Regions from separate parts of the Sus scrofa genome. Here region 2 is linked to region 1. A link is a contact called in public HiChIP or PLAC-seq data. All regions are on one chromosome and are shown on one strand. The core of a region is the stretch at or near the end of the contact, and the rest is flanking DNA. Distances in the headings are between cores, read along the strand shown.

What was found. HiChIP or PLAC-seq counts read pairs in DNA pulled down with a chosen protein or histone mark.
Region 2: an H3K27ac HiChIP or PLAC-seq map of skeletal muscle shows a contact between it and region 1. The contact joins two enhancer-like sites. A contact is called at or near these places in 3 of 47 Hi-C or Micro-C datasets (epiblast stem cells, heart right ventricle and liver) and 1 of 2 datasets of contacts at active chromatin or transcription factors (skeletal muscle).

The regions. Positions count from the first base shown.
Region 1 is chr17:1,147,966-1,155,458 of Sscrofa11.1, reverse strand. No RefSeq gene overlaps it. Among named protein-coding and RNA genes, the nearest start is that of KIAA1456, 91 kb to the right of the region's middle. Within about 2 kb of position 3,693, at least 41 of the 83 cell types and tissues checked have an H3K27ac peak or open chromatin away from gene starts, as enhancers often do.
Region 2 is chr17:1,240,680-1,247,748 of Sscrofa11.1, reverse strand. All of the region lies in intron 5 of DLC1 (rho GTPase-activating protein 7), which reads left to right. Among named protein-coding and RNA genes, the nearest start is that of KIAA1456, 180 kb to the right of the region's middle. Within about 2 kb of position 4,173, at least 5 of the 83 cell types and tissues checked have an H3K27ac peak or open chromatin away from gene starts, as enhancers often do.

The DNA.
Region 1 (7,493 bases), core at 2,444-4,943:
TTAACCCACCAAGCTTGGCCAGGGATCGAACCGTGTCCTCATGGACACTAGTTGGTTTTGTTACTGTTGAGCCAAGATGGGAACTCCCTCATTCTTAAATTGAGACTCTGTCTCCATGTCAAGAAATGGGAAGAAGAAATATGTCACTCAGAGGACATAGGGGGATTTCAGATATACTAGACTATGAGGGGCTTAGAGAAACACTTTTTTTTTCTGCCTGCATAAATGTAAGCATTGCTGGAATTTTTTCAGGGGTTGGTGGACGTTGAAAAGCTTCCAGGATGAAATCACCTGGAGCCCTCTCTGCAGCATAAAGCTGCGATTTGTTCATGGGCTAGGGTGGACCCCAAACTATTTCCTGAAAAAAATTCCTGGCTCGGTCTGCTGGTCCCTTCACCATCCACAGCACTCAAATATTTCTAAAGTCTATGAATTGCTCCTCAATAATGACACAAAAATGGGGTCTCTCTTAGCCCATGAACGGATGCCTTCTAACTCACATCCAAAGACTAGGTGAGAAAGAATTCCCTATGAAGGGCTATTTCAAAATTATTCAGTCTATCACTCTTCTCAGTACCTAAAGTTCTTTAGATACAGCCAGACATTAGGAAAGTAAATACTTAGACATTTAATCCTCAGGTTCCAAAGAAAATATGAGCTGCATTCTCACCAGGGAAGCTCCAAGAACAGAGTAAGAAGTAGTTAGGCCTCTGGTTTGGATCTGCCGGGGTTGTGGAGCTCAGGCCTCTCTGTTTGCTGGGTCTGCTCACATCAGAAAAAGCTTTTACAAGATAAGCCAGATGCAGGACAAATACTACATGATCCCACTTATATGAGAAACCTAAAATCATCTCAGAGAAGCAGAGCACAGAATGGTGGTTACTATGGGCTCAGAGGAGGGGAAAAAAAGTAGCATTAGTCAAAGGGTACAAAGTTTCAGTTAAGCACTACAAATAAGTTCTAGAAATTTACTGTACAGTATAGTACCTGTAGTTAACAATACTGTATCTAAAAATTTTGCTAAGAAGGTAGATCTTATGTCAAGTGTTCTTATCACAAAATAGTAATAGCAACAACAACGACAACAACAAAAGAGGGCAGGAGGAAAGTTTTGGAGGTGTGGATATGGCATAGATTGTAGTGATAGTTTTAAGGGAATATTCTTGTCTCCAAACTCATAAAGTTGTATATGTTAAACAGGTCAGCTTTGTAGATGTCATTCATGCTTCAATAAAGTGGTTTTTAAAAACTTAAAAAAAGGAGTTCCCGTCATGGCTCAGCAGAAGCAAATTTGACTAGTATCCATGAGGATACAAGTTCAATCACTGGCCTCGCTCAGTGGGTTAAGGATCTGGCATTGCCCTGAGCTCTGGTGTAGGTCAAAGAGGAGGCTCAGATCCCTTGTTGCTGTGGCTGCAGCATAGGCCAGCAGTTACAGCTCTGATTCTACCCCCAGCCTGGAAACTTCCATACGCCATAGGTGCGGCCCTAAAAAGATAAATATATAATATATATAGAAACAAAAAAAAGGCCTTTACTCCTAAGGGCTACAGAAAGCCTTTCCTCCACCAAGTCTGCTCTCAGAATTGACTTTCTCTCCCCTGTCCTGGTCTTTTGAGATGGGACGCTCCGAACCAAATGAGAAACTTAACAGAACAAGTCCATGGCCCTGTGGCCTGCCCGGTGACCCTACCTTACTCCTCAGAGCCCCCGTACCTGCCCTATTCATTTCCCTCCTATTTTAGCAGGTACTTGGGTTGAGAGCTGTCTCCAGACCTTTCTGGAAATTGGAAAGTCCTAACAAGCAAACGAAGAGCTTAATCCATTTCAGAGACTGATGATGGGAGTTATAAATGGCCAGGCTGTGTTTCAAGTCTCTTCTCCTTCCACAGCCCTTCACACTTCATTTCTCAGGATACTGACCAAGGCATACTATGTTTTTCTCTTAGGAGCAATGGTTCAGTAATGCTAATTTATTATTCCTGGTGACTTTATAGAACATAACTGCCACAAATAATAAGAACTAATTCCATTCAACTTTGTGTTTGTATTAGGAAAGCAGCGGTAGACAATATGCAAGCAACAAGCAAGGCTGCATTACAATAAAATTTCATTTTTGGACATGGAAACCTGAATTTCAGATATTTTAAAATATAATTTTTATATGCTACAAAATATTATTCTTCTTTCATTTATTGTCTCTCCCCTCCCCCGGAACTATAAGAAAATGTAAAAACCAGTTTTAACTTGCTGGCTGTACAAAAACCGGTGACAGGCTGGATTTGGCCCCTGGACCACAGTCTGCCAACTCCTGCTGTATAGCCCTATTTTCCACCAATCTCACTGCTTTGGAGCCAGATCGTGGTAGATTAGAGATGTACAATCTCGTTCCCCTGGAAGTCTCTGCCGTCCCAGGACCGTCACTCTGACGGAGCCTGAGTGACGCTTGGGTTTCTGGAGGACAAAGGGACGGTTCTGAAGCTAGAGTTTAGATAGCTTGGTATGAAAATTGGTTTTATGACTTCCTGGCCATTTTACCTGAGGCAACTTTTCTGGGCCTTACATATGTGGCACAGAGAATCACGGCAATCTATCTCCTAGGCCTGTTGTACAGGTTAAACTGCATGGAAGGGGCTCTGCAGATGCAATTCCTTTATTGCCCTCACCACGCCCACCCAGATCAGTTAGGCAGCTTGACCTCTACCCTTGGAGTTCCTTGAACATCCTTCACCCAGCCCTCACAGACAGAGAAGGTGGATGCTGGCAAATCTCATTCCTTTTGGTAGACCCTGAACCATATTCAGCGGTCAGGGAGACCACACCACACAAGCAGTAAATGAGCAGGAAGATACTTCCCTAAAAACTGTAGCCTCATTTCCATCACCTCACAACATACAGTTTAGAACACAGGGAGGTGACCCCCACATTGCTCCAACTTTGCTTAGGCCCAAGTGCTGGTGAGAAACTTATCAAACAGTGTCTACAAAAGAGGGAAGAAAACAGAAAACTGTTTATTTTCCTGACTTAAAAGATAATATCGCTTTGCCCTTCCCTTTTGTTTAAGGTTAGATTGGGAGCATTCTTTGAAAGTGGCTCCAGAAAGAGTTCCTCAGATGTACATGTATTTAACAATTTATGTTTTTCACTCAAAATACATCACTTTCACTAATAACGATACAAGGATGATTACTATTCTAAGAAACGACATTTAATTTCCTCATCTGTAAAACTGAAGGAACGATTCGGATCCCAGCCTGCCGTTTACAGTGTTCTGCAAACTACAGGAAGGTTGTCACGGTTGTTACAGCTAGGTAAACGCCGATTTAAAACTGCCATTTTCCCTGGATTTTATAAGCAATGGGTAACAAATTAAATCAGCACCTTTATCTCACGGAATTCATGCCACTTTATAGCTACCGTCTCATTAATGCTTTGCAGAGTGTTAAACTATCATTCATGAAACCACAGCCTCAGACCTTAGAGCAGCGGGAAGGGCCCTCGGGGAACCTCCCCAAGTTGCAAGTCTCAGAACGGACACCGAGACTCAGAGGGTTGATGACCTTGCGAATCTCGGATCCTGGAAGGAGAGGGAAGCGCGAGCATCTGGATGCGCATCCTCCGCAGAGCACGCTCCTTCCGCTCTGCGCGTGGAGATGTGCAGGTGGGGCTGGGGAGGGAGGAGCGGGGAGAGGGCGGCGCCAGCCTGCGGGACGCGCGTCCGGCGTAGCGGGGCACGGCGAGCGCGCAGTCACGTAGCACAAGTCCGCCCCTCGGCCCCCGCCTGGGCTGGAGCGGACTCTTCAAGGTCAGCGCTTTGAAATGTGGGTGTGGTACAGCAATGAAAGGTCCTGATTTCCTTCCCTTAGCTGCCTTTGGAGAATTTGACAGAAAATGGGAATCCCGCTCATCTTTGTATCTGTTAGACTTTTCGAAAGCAAAAAAAAAAAAGTGTCACAGAATGAGCAGGTGGCGTAGAGAGCACGAGTGTCTCTGGCTTTACAGATAAGGAACCGGGTTTGGCCCAAATGGAACTGGCTCAGCCCGCAACTCCACCCTCCTTGCCTCCCTTCCCTTCCCCCCCTCCTCCTCACACACTAATGCCCTTGCACTATTTTAATCTGCTAGCTGAGGACTTCAAACAATGCATTAAAAAGGGCAGAGTCGGGAGAGCTAACCCCACCTTTGCCACCAAGTGAGGGTGTGTCTTTAGTGAGTTGCCTTTTTTCTTGGGAAGCAGGGATTGCAACCAGGGCTAATCCTAGGCGTGCGCCTGAGGAAGCTGGATTTGTCACCTGGGTGGAAGGGCGCTCTGCCCCACGAGCCCTACCCAAAGCCCAGCCTTTTTTCCTATGTCCTTTTGCTGCCAAAGCTGATCCAGAAAACCTGCATGTTCTTACAGGGGACTCCCAGGTCTTGCCTGCCCTCCTGTGTGGTTAAAGGAAATGGTTAATTCTACTTGGACTTGGTGATTCCTTAGGTCCACAGCTCCCGTCACCAACAGAGATGGGCTTCAAAATTCTGGGGGCAGAAGGCAGCCTTTAATAGAAGGACTAATCAGAAGAACGATGTGTCAAACAACAGAAGCTAGAACACACTTTGCCATCCAGCCTCCCAGCCATCATCGACTGGCAGGTTGTGAAGTCCATGGGCTCTTCAGGGGACAGTTTGAAAATCTCTGGCTTTAGGTTAAAGATAAGGCTCTTCACTGTACCCTCCTCAAAACCTTTCACAGCGTGGCTTCAGCCACTCCCCACCCCATAGTCCAGGCACATCAGAATATGATGCCGCTTTCAATTGTGCACGGCCACTGCTCCCGTGTTCTTCTCAAATGTCACCTCCTTTGTCAGTCCTTCCTCAGAGCCTTAGTGCTTTGTGCATGCCTCAAAGATAGCAGCTGTCACACTGCGGTTGGAAGTTGTGAGTCGTGAAAACAGTATCTGTGCCTGACCTGATATTTAAAGAGCCTTTGGGTTCTAAGTTATGGGGATAGAGTTTCAAACTCCTGGAGCTGGGAGGAGGAGAGATGCAATAAGCAGGATCAAGTAAAAGATGTGGCCTGTAGAGTGATCAGTAGGGGGAGCAAGAGAGCAGAGAATGGGTAAGAGAATGTGTGTCAGTGGGAACCTGGAGGTTCCAGCCACAGGAGGCTGAGGGAAAGCCGCTTGGAAGATGAGTCAGAAAACTAGAGCAGAGTGGGTCTTGGTGGGGAAACTCTTTTGAGCACTGAGGGACAAAAAGCAAAGACACTTGAGGTGGTAGCAGGGAAAAGGCCAACGTGGCCAGTGGGAAGGGAAGAAAAGAGAAAAGTGGGAAGAGACAGAGGGGTGATGTAGAGGTGACAGTGTGTACATGGGCCACTGAAGGACGGTGGGTGTTACCGGAGTCAGAGGGTCAGACCCAATGTTTTGAAGGCTCCACTTATCCAACAGAGGGGGCTGCACAGGGACCCATCCAGTGCCCACTTCTCAGGCCTTGTCTGATTTCTTTGTTGCTTTTGACACCATTAACCACCCCCTCTTGTTCAAAACTCTAACTTTTGGAATTCCACTTTCTCCTTTTCTTTCCTATTTTAGTGGCCACTCATTCTTGGGCTGCTGTCATTTTCCGCCTCTGCTCACCCTCTGAGGCTTTTCTCCCAGCCAAGGCCTCCCCCTCAGCCCACTGTTCTTAAGACACGTCCTCCCCCATATGCCCTCATCCAGATCGTCACCAAACACATGAACAAGACTGGTTCAGTTGGTGAGGAGGGTGAGGAGGGCAGGGCATACCACATTCAGGAGTTACCTGGCCCTGCTCTCTCTCTCCAGCTCCTACTGTTCCCCCATAGGTAACCTTTTCTGGGGTTACTCCAAATAGCTCCCATTTTCAGAAAATTTCAGCTGTGCTTAAGACATAGTATATTAACATAACTGTTGCTGAGAAGCAAATCCCCCAGCACTTTGTCGTGGCTTTCAAGATCAGTAATGGCTTATATGACTCTTGGTTCTGTCTTAGGTCCCCTCAGGAGGCCACAGTTAAGACGTCAGGATGCAGTCACCCACTGGGGCGCGAAGATCCACTTCGGAGGTGGTTTATTCACCAGACTGGTAAGTTGCACTGGCTCTTAGTGGGAGGTCTCAGTTCTTCTTCACGTGGTCCTCTTCACAGGGCTGCTTGAATGGCCCAGCAGCTGACTTCTTACCGAGCAAGCAGTGTGGCAGAGTTGACACACTGTTATGCTACCGTTCTCTATTGGATATTCAGAACAGCTCTGATCCAGGGTGGGAGGAGGCTCCACAAGGGCATAAGTACCAGGAAGTGAGGTGGGCTACCACATGCAGTTATCCGCTTTTGAAGCCTGAATAACTCTGACTTCTCCCTCAAAACTCAGCTCACTGACATATACCTAGTTCCATTGAAAAGCCTCCCCTGATTGGTGAACTTCCTCTCCTGCTGCCATTAGCCCTTGGGCGTCTCTTCCCTCCTATACCAGGCTGCACTGAAATTGGTGATTTATTTGTTTCTCTCTTCCCTAGTCTCTAAGTTCCTCGAGGGATAAGAGAGTGTCTAATAAGACAATTTGATATCACAGTGTCTAGAAGAGTGATGCATAGCAGAGGCTCAGTACATTTTATATAAAGAATAAATGAATGAGTAAATTACATTTCCTTTTTTTTTTTTTTTTTGTCTTTTTGCTATTTCTTTGGGCTGCTCCCGCGGCATATGGAGCTTCCCAGGCTAGGGGTCGAATTGGAGCTGTAGCCACTGGCCTACGCCAGAGCCACAGCAACGCAGGATCTGAGCCGCTTCTGCAACCTACACCACAGCTCACGGCAACGCCGGATTATTAACCCACTGAGCAAGGGCGGGGACCGAACCCGCAACCTCATGGTTCCTAGTCGGATTCGTTAACCACTGCGCCACGACGGGAACTCCATACATTTCCTTTTTTTTTTAAACCAGAAATATATAGCACTTAATTTATATCACATGCCACTCAGACCTCTGTTGATTAGTTTTCATATTTCAGCTTTCATATTGCATTTTCCACCCCTCTCTCACCCCTGACATCGCCCCATTCTCCTTTGACCCAGCAATTCCATTCTAGGAGTTGATTCTAAGGAAGAAATTGCACATGTGTCACAGAAGTAGCTGTGTTGCCCACTGCAGTTTGTTTATGATGTTTGCTTTTGTAGAAAACCTAAATTTCCAAAAACAGTGATTTGATTAAATAAGTTATGCAGTAAAAATAAAATAGACTAATATATAACTGCTAAAATAATAGCAAAAAATGTTCAGTTGACATAAGATGTTCTGTTGGTGTTTTTAAATGAGGTAAACCAAATATGGAAGGTTTTAATTTTTAATCATGATAAAATACATGTAATATAAAATCTATCTTAACCGTTTTTTAAAAGTGCACAGTTCGGTAGGGTTAAGCGCATTCACATCGTTGTGCAGCCAGTCTCCAGAACATTTCCCATCCTGCAAAACTAAAACTCCATACCAATTCA
Region 2 (7,069 bases), core at 2,924-5,423, 92 kb before region 1:
AAACAATGAGGTTTGGGTTTTTTGTTTTTTTGTTTTTGTTTAGTATAAGTATATCCCAAATATCACATGGGACATACCTATACTAAAAATTACTTGATATATATCTGAAGTTCCAGTGCCTCTAGGCATCCTGCATTTTATCTGGCAACCTGACTACAAAGAGAAAACAACTTGAGAACTAATCCCAGAACAAGATCTGTCTCCATTCTGCAATTACCTGTTCTGATGATGGTCTCCTTTCCTGATCTCCAGGGCTATCATATGCACATAAATTGTGCTCACAAAATACAGCAAATCTCACCAGGAAGTAGAAAATCCAGACTCTCGATCTCTTCTGATTTGGATTTAATTTCACAGTCATCATAGCTCCTTTTTCACTAATATAGTTTTGCAGGTTGTTCTACTGAGTTATCCAAGCTGATGAACAACTTCAGTCCTGGTCCAACACAATCAAGTTTCTGTGTAGAACATTTGAAAAAACTTTGAAAGAGAAGTCTCTGGAATAAAACGTAATTATGAAAAGCATTTTCTCCTCGTGTATTAGTGTCTGCCCTAGGTATACTTTCCCTTGGCAGAGGGGTGAAGTTTTTGGACAGTCACACACCATGTCCTATGCTAATGGTTCTCAGTTAATATTTTCATATAGATAAGACTGGGTTAAAGTCAATGCCGCAGGAAGTCTTCAAAGGGAACCTCAGGAAGTGAGATGTCACAGAAAGATGCTAGAAACCAAGGGAAGAGGTCAGGCCATATTGCCCAAAGACCAACCCAGTTGCTTTGGTTGGGCAATATTATCTCACCACATTGGGCCATGAGTATCATCTTGATCTTGATAGCTCCTTCTCCAAGACTGTCTACTGAATACTTTTAGCTACCTTGTTATAGAAGCATACATCTTGCCTTCCTTTGCTTCCCAATATTTCACCCACCGCAATGTACTACCACCACAAGTGAGACCTCCCCACCCCACTCCACACACACAAGGGGAAGAACTATCCCAGCTGATGCTGCCATAGCCACTTCATTCATCTGGCTGAATTAATCCCTTAAATCAGATTGGAGGAGCTTTACTATCTGCCAACCCTTAGAATGAGAGTTTGCCATCCATTTTCAAAATCGTTTTTTGGTCCTTGATACTTTCTGGGAGGTCTTGCAGGCAATGCTGAACACTAAGTGAAGTTCTTTTCTCCCAAAGTTGATCAGTAAATCATGCAATTCACCAAACAATTTAATACTAACGGAATGCAGATAAAATGTTATAAAAGTATGAATCAATATTTATCTTACATTGCAGTTTTAACTTACATTAAGGAAGTGTGGTAATTTTACAAAAGGATGGACTTTAGCTGATTACTAGCCAGGTAACACGTACATAGGGTAGAGGCTCAAATCATAGCTACCTGGCTGTACTTCAGCTGTTCGTGTATGTGTGTTGGGAGTATGCCTGTACTACTAATACCTGATTGTAACCTAGGGATGCTCAGTCTTACTTAGGGAGGCTATGTGCTGTCAATCTCACACAACAATGCAGTGACTCTGGGAGAGAACCTCAGCTAACTTGATAAGCATCTAAGCGTCTCCAAACCCAGTTGTTTAAAACTATAGCCTACCACCATTTGGTTGCCATTTCAATAACTGCTTTGATTTCAATCTCCAAAATTCTTTCAGTGCCTCTGCCTACCCTGTTTATCTTTTCCTGAACTCCTTCTTATGATGTTTCCATTAAACAGCAAAGGTATTCCAATAACAGTAACTACAGTGTTTGTTTTATCAAAAGTCTCCACTATCTTTAGTCTTGGTTCCTAACCTTTCAGTTATACATGCTTTATTAAAGGAAAAAACGTTTGTAAATACCTGCAGAATTTTACCTTCTCTTTTTTTCCTGTTGATTGAAATGGTGTAAGTGTAGTACACTTTGAAATGAATTTGTGTTTTATTCATCACAAAAGGATCTATCCAAATTTTAATAAACAGGGTACATATCAGGATGAAGTAGTTTGTCCCTTCAGTCTACAAATGCTACAGGTATTGATTTATGGACCTTTTACATAAAGTGCAAGGCTCCTAACAAAAGTCCACATTCCACGCTACTGTTTGATATGTTCTATGTATCAGAGGGGATATGACCAGGGACTATTCTCTCTAAGGGATGTGATACATTTCCATAAGTGACAGAGGCACGTAAACCGGTCAGTCTCCCTCCAAAAAGGGCAGTAATGGGGAGTGTGGGATAATTCAAGATCAGAATCACGACTTCTCTTTGAAAAAGCCCCCATAGATTATCCTAAAAGATCCCCATCACTCTTACTCCATTGAAAGCTGCACTTAGAATTTTTAGCATTGTTATTTATGCTACTTATGCTAGTATTGGTTTTTTTGTTTGTTTGGGTTTTTTTGTGGTTTTTTTTTTTTTTTTTTTTTTTTTTTAGGACGCACCTGTGGTGCATGGAAGTTCCCAGGTTAGGGGTCCAATCCGAGCCACGTCTGTGACCTACACCACAGCTCAGGGCAACGCCAGATCCTTAACCCACTGAGGGAGGCCAGGGATAGAACCAGCATCCTCATGGATGCTAGTCAGGTTCGATAACCACTGAGCCACAATGGGAACTCCTAGTATTGTTAATGTTGTTAATATTCATCAAGGTTTCAGTTCTGCTTCATGTACACATAGGTGATACCTTTGTTGGGAAAGAGACTGGATTAGATTAGGTTAGATACAGAATAATCTTTATAGGCATATCTCTCCCACTGCCAGCACCCCAGATCCATCCTCATTGCCACCTCCTCCTCCATATATATAGTATTTCCCCAGAACAGGCACTGACTATCATTATCCCTTCCTCTCCCATCCCTGATAAAAGTCCTCTCTTTACCAAGAGTTAGCATGCATAAGCTCTCTGTGGTTTCAAAGCCAAGTCATCCTGGAGGTTTAACCCAAAGCCAGATAAGAGAGAGAGCACAAAGAGGTAGAAAATTGCGAAATATATCCTGGGCCCCCGCTCTCTGAGTGAGGTGAAATGGAGATGGGACTGCCTACCTGCCAAATCCAGGAGAGCAGCACCCCTGAAAGCCATGTGCAGATGATGAGAAACATGTCAAAGTTTTGAATCAAGCTGGGACAGGTACTGAAACACTCTCTGAGTCAAACAGCACTCGGTCCACTCCTCAGTTATTCTTTATGACTCAAAGGTTTATGACTTAAAGCTGGCACTACAGTGCTTATGGTCCTCTCCCATCCCCTTTTCTTGCTAGGTTTCTCTCTTCCCCTTCTATCCCCTTCTTTCTTCCTCTTTGCTCTTTGCCCTTTGCCCTTCAGATTCACATACCAATGGAAGAACATTCCAAGGACCATGCATCAACTAACCCACCAAGGGCTCCCCAGGATGGGAGCAGACATTGCCCCGGATGTCACCTGGAGAGACAGTGGACATATGTGGGATCTGTTCCACAGGACCAGTGCCAGCTCACCCAGAGAAAATTGTTAGGCGACGGAGCATGGGGCATAGGGAGGAGAAAGCCCCTGTGTGGGTTTATAATTGAGATGATACACCTATAGGTTGCATAATAAATAAACAAAAGAACGGATGTTGAATGACATGGTGCCTCAAGCAAGGGAGAGGGTTCTCAGGCTTCATGTCAGGGCACAGAACAAGGAGAGCAACCAAGTCCCTTCTCCACCCCTAGAAAGACCTCAAAGCAAGAATGTGCAGCTGTATCCCAATTCCTTGATAAAGGACACTACTCTGAAGTCATTCTGCTGATCCAGTCCTGGGCCCAGGGAGTGGCTAGCACCACTGCCTAACAAGGGGAAGAGTATGAAATGCCCCACTTTGCTACCCTTGCTTGAATTTCACTTGCAACTGTGAACCCAAAGCTTTGAGGAGTGGACGCATGAGAATTTGCTGCCTCAATCTCTTACAGTTTCTTGGGCTCCTGCCACAGTACTGGTATTTGATTTAGAGGCCTAGGAGGGAAATCAGTCCCACGTGGGCAGATAACAAAACACTCTCCACCTTGGAATCATGAAGTGGAATTTGAATCTGAAGCCAAAAATCCTATCTCTGCCTGCTTTGCTAATTACATAAATTTCCTTGCTGGATTCTGCAGCTGTTTATATGAATATAGCTCTGGTTCCCAGAAGTGGCACCTCTCATTACAGGAGTTCAGGGTACTCATGCCTGGTCTGGAACTCAGACTCTTAAGTGTTGATCTTATTTCTGTTGACAATGCTGGGTGACACTGGATTCATTTCATGCTTTCATAAAATGAAGCTATCACTGCCCTGTGATAGGAAGGTATCAAAGAAAAATCAGACAGACAGACCCAAAGTGTGTTTGTGTGTATTGGTTGTGAATAGGAACTAGCAATAAAAATTAAGTGCAGAGACCTTACAGAGGACATTGGAGGAGAAGCAGGGCCATAGCTGAAAATAAGTATATATACCATTTCTTTTAGAATGTTCCAGATTTCAGTATGGGAAGGATCATCCAGCTTCACAGATATCCCCCTAATATACTGTTTGACCTGGAGGAGAACAACTGAACCTTGTGGGATGCATTTCCCACTCTCTTATCTGTCTCAGCACCTCACCACCCTTGACAACAATGTTCAGCTTAGCTTTCATCAGGAATAAAGACATTGGGGGAAAGGTATAGCAGAATAACCGTGAATAATTTCAGCACAACTGTTTCTGAATTGAAATGTAACCTGGTTATTCCATGAAGATCAAGTGCTTTGTAAAATTTTGCTTCTTTTGTTTATTGCATTCCTTTTACTAGAAAGATGAATAAGTCTGACTGTGGCGTCCATAAATAAGTACTGCATTTTAACAAAAATTAAACCCACAATTAACCCGTCTTAATGATATGGAGTGACTGAGCCAGGAACCTAGAGACCTACTGTGGTTACAAATATGGAGGCCTTTTTATATGACACACAGATGAACCAATAAAAATGTGACCTCTCGACATCTATAAAAAAAAAGATATCTTGGGTTTCTTTCAGTGAAATATTTGAAGGCTTTAAAATTTTAAACAAAGTCCAGCTGGTTTATATGCAACAAGTTCCAAACGCTGAAATATTCCCATGGTATCTCGTTTCAAAGAATTCTACTGCTGTAAACTAGTGGATAAACATTTTGCCTTTTTAAAAAAAATGTATTTTTGATATCGAGTAGTAGGTGTGACAAGTAAAAATTGAGAGGAAAAGCATGAGTTGCTCTGGTAGGACAGGAAAAAGGATGATCATTGTGATCCAAATGTGGTGAAAATTATAAAAGCTACCTTCCCACTCAGAGTGTGAAAAGTATACCAGAGAATCTCCAGGACTTAACGTGTAGATCAAATTTAAAGATAGTCGCAATGTCACATGTTTAGATTCTAGAGCTCAGAACAGCATTTTTCAAGTTCCCGCTTTAGATCGCAGCCCCTGCAATATATGCATTACTTTTGTGAAGGGACATACCCTCTGATCTTTCTTTACTCAGCCTGCCTAGATTAAGTTCAGTTAGCCTATGATTTGGAAACCAATAAATAGCTACAGGGTGATTACCAATGTTTTGTTATTTTTCAAATGCTAAATTACCTCTAATCACACCCCCTCCATCCCACTTTTTAAATAGCTCTATTTATTCCCATTGTTCCCTCTGGAGCTAACTAGCAGGCTCTCCTGCAAAACCACATGTTCTTCTTCTCAGTGGTGAATTTTCTTTTCCCTGACTCCTCCAGGCTCAATTTCACTTTCCACTCTTATGCTTTATCTAACCACACCTCCTCAAATTGCATGTAAATTTTTATTTTTTTGTTTTACCCCCAAAGTATCTTAAGGTCTCTGAGCTCTCAATGTGTCAGAGTACTGCAAACTTACTGGATGGTTTCTACTAAAAAGAGGGAAAGATAGTTGCAGTGGGCAAACTGCACTTGATTTGTAAATTACAGTCCAGAGAAGCCTGCCTCTTCTAGCTTAAGTAATTGAGTTTGCAAGGTCAGTGTGACATGCATGACAGGTCCCAAAGAGCTCCCAGTAAATCAGTCTGAAGGTTTTGCGTGAACACCATTCACATAATTGTTTATACTTCCTGTCAGGAATCAAGTTCCAGTCACTGCAGTTAATCCTGGCATTTTAGTTTAACCTTCCTACCTGGGGGGAAAAAAAAAAAGTTATTCCATCACAAAGGCAATAGGAGGTGACAATTCATTCTCCCTCTACTGTGTTTTCTGAATATATACATTGAGTTCAGCCAAGTTTTCACTGTCGAAGGGGCAGAGGCATCAGGTGGCTCCATCATAATCTTGTAATAATTATTACATGCTGGCTGCATCCACCTTGGCATGCTCTCTCACAAGCCTTTCGCCTAGAATCCCTGACTTTTGAGTAGCAAACATTGTCTTTAGCCAGATCAGATACAGGGACATTTGGACTTTTCATAACCTCCATGCTAGAGTCTATAAATGGAGGAGCCCACCCTTTCCTCCTCCAAACTAACTGCTATGATTAAGCCCTGGAAGGAAGGGATGGGAGGTGTGTGAGTACATAGCCCACCAATGACTCAAGAGTCAGAATTTCCGAGGGAAAATATTTGATGGATTTCTCTAGGCTCTGGTGGGAAAGAAGAGAAGAGTTTTCCTCAGGGTGTCTCACAAGGCAGAATAATATAAGGCAAAGTTAGAGCTAATATATAAAAAGCATCTGGTGCATCCAGCACACTTTAACCTTGTAACCTTGTAATCATTTGGCACAGTGGGAAGAAATTCAGAAGAAAACAAAACTATGCACTCAATATCTTTTGTTTGACTGATACTTGGATCCTTCGGGATGGCCTTTTGAGCAACATATTGATGGGGGGAAGTTACTCTAAGGCACAGCTTGAGGTAAGGGCTGCAGTGGTTGGTCAGCAACATATAGAACAATGTATTATTTAAACTAACTTTCCAGTAGAAAAGAATAGTACTGTATATTAATTTTAAATATTGTAGCTACATTTTTTTGTCTTTTTTTCTTTTTGCTAGATTGTTGGGTTGATTCTCCTTGCTGATTAAGTAAAGCAACAGGAAAGTAAATTATTCCATTT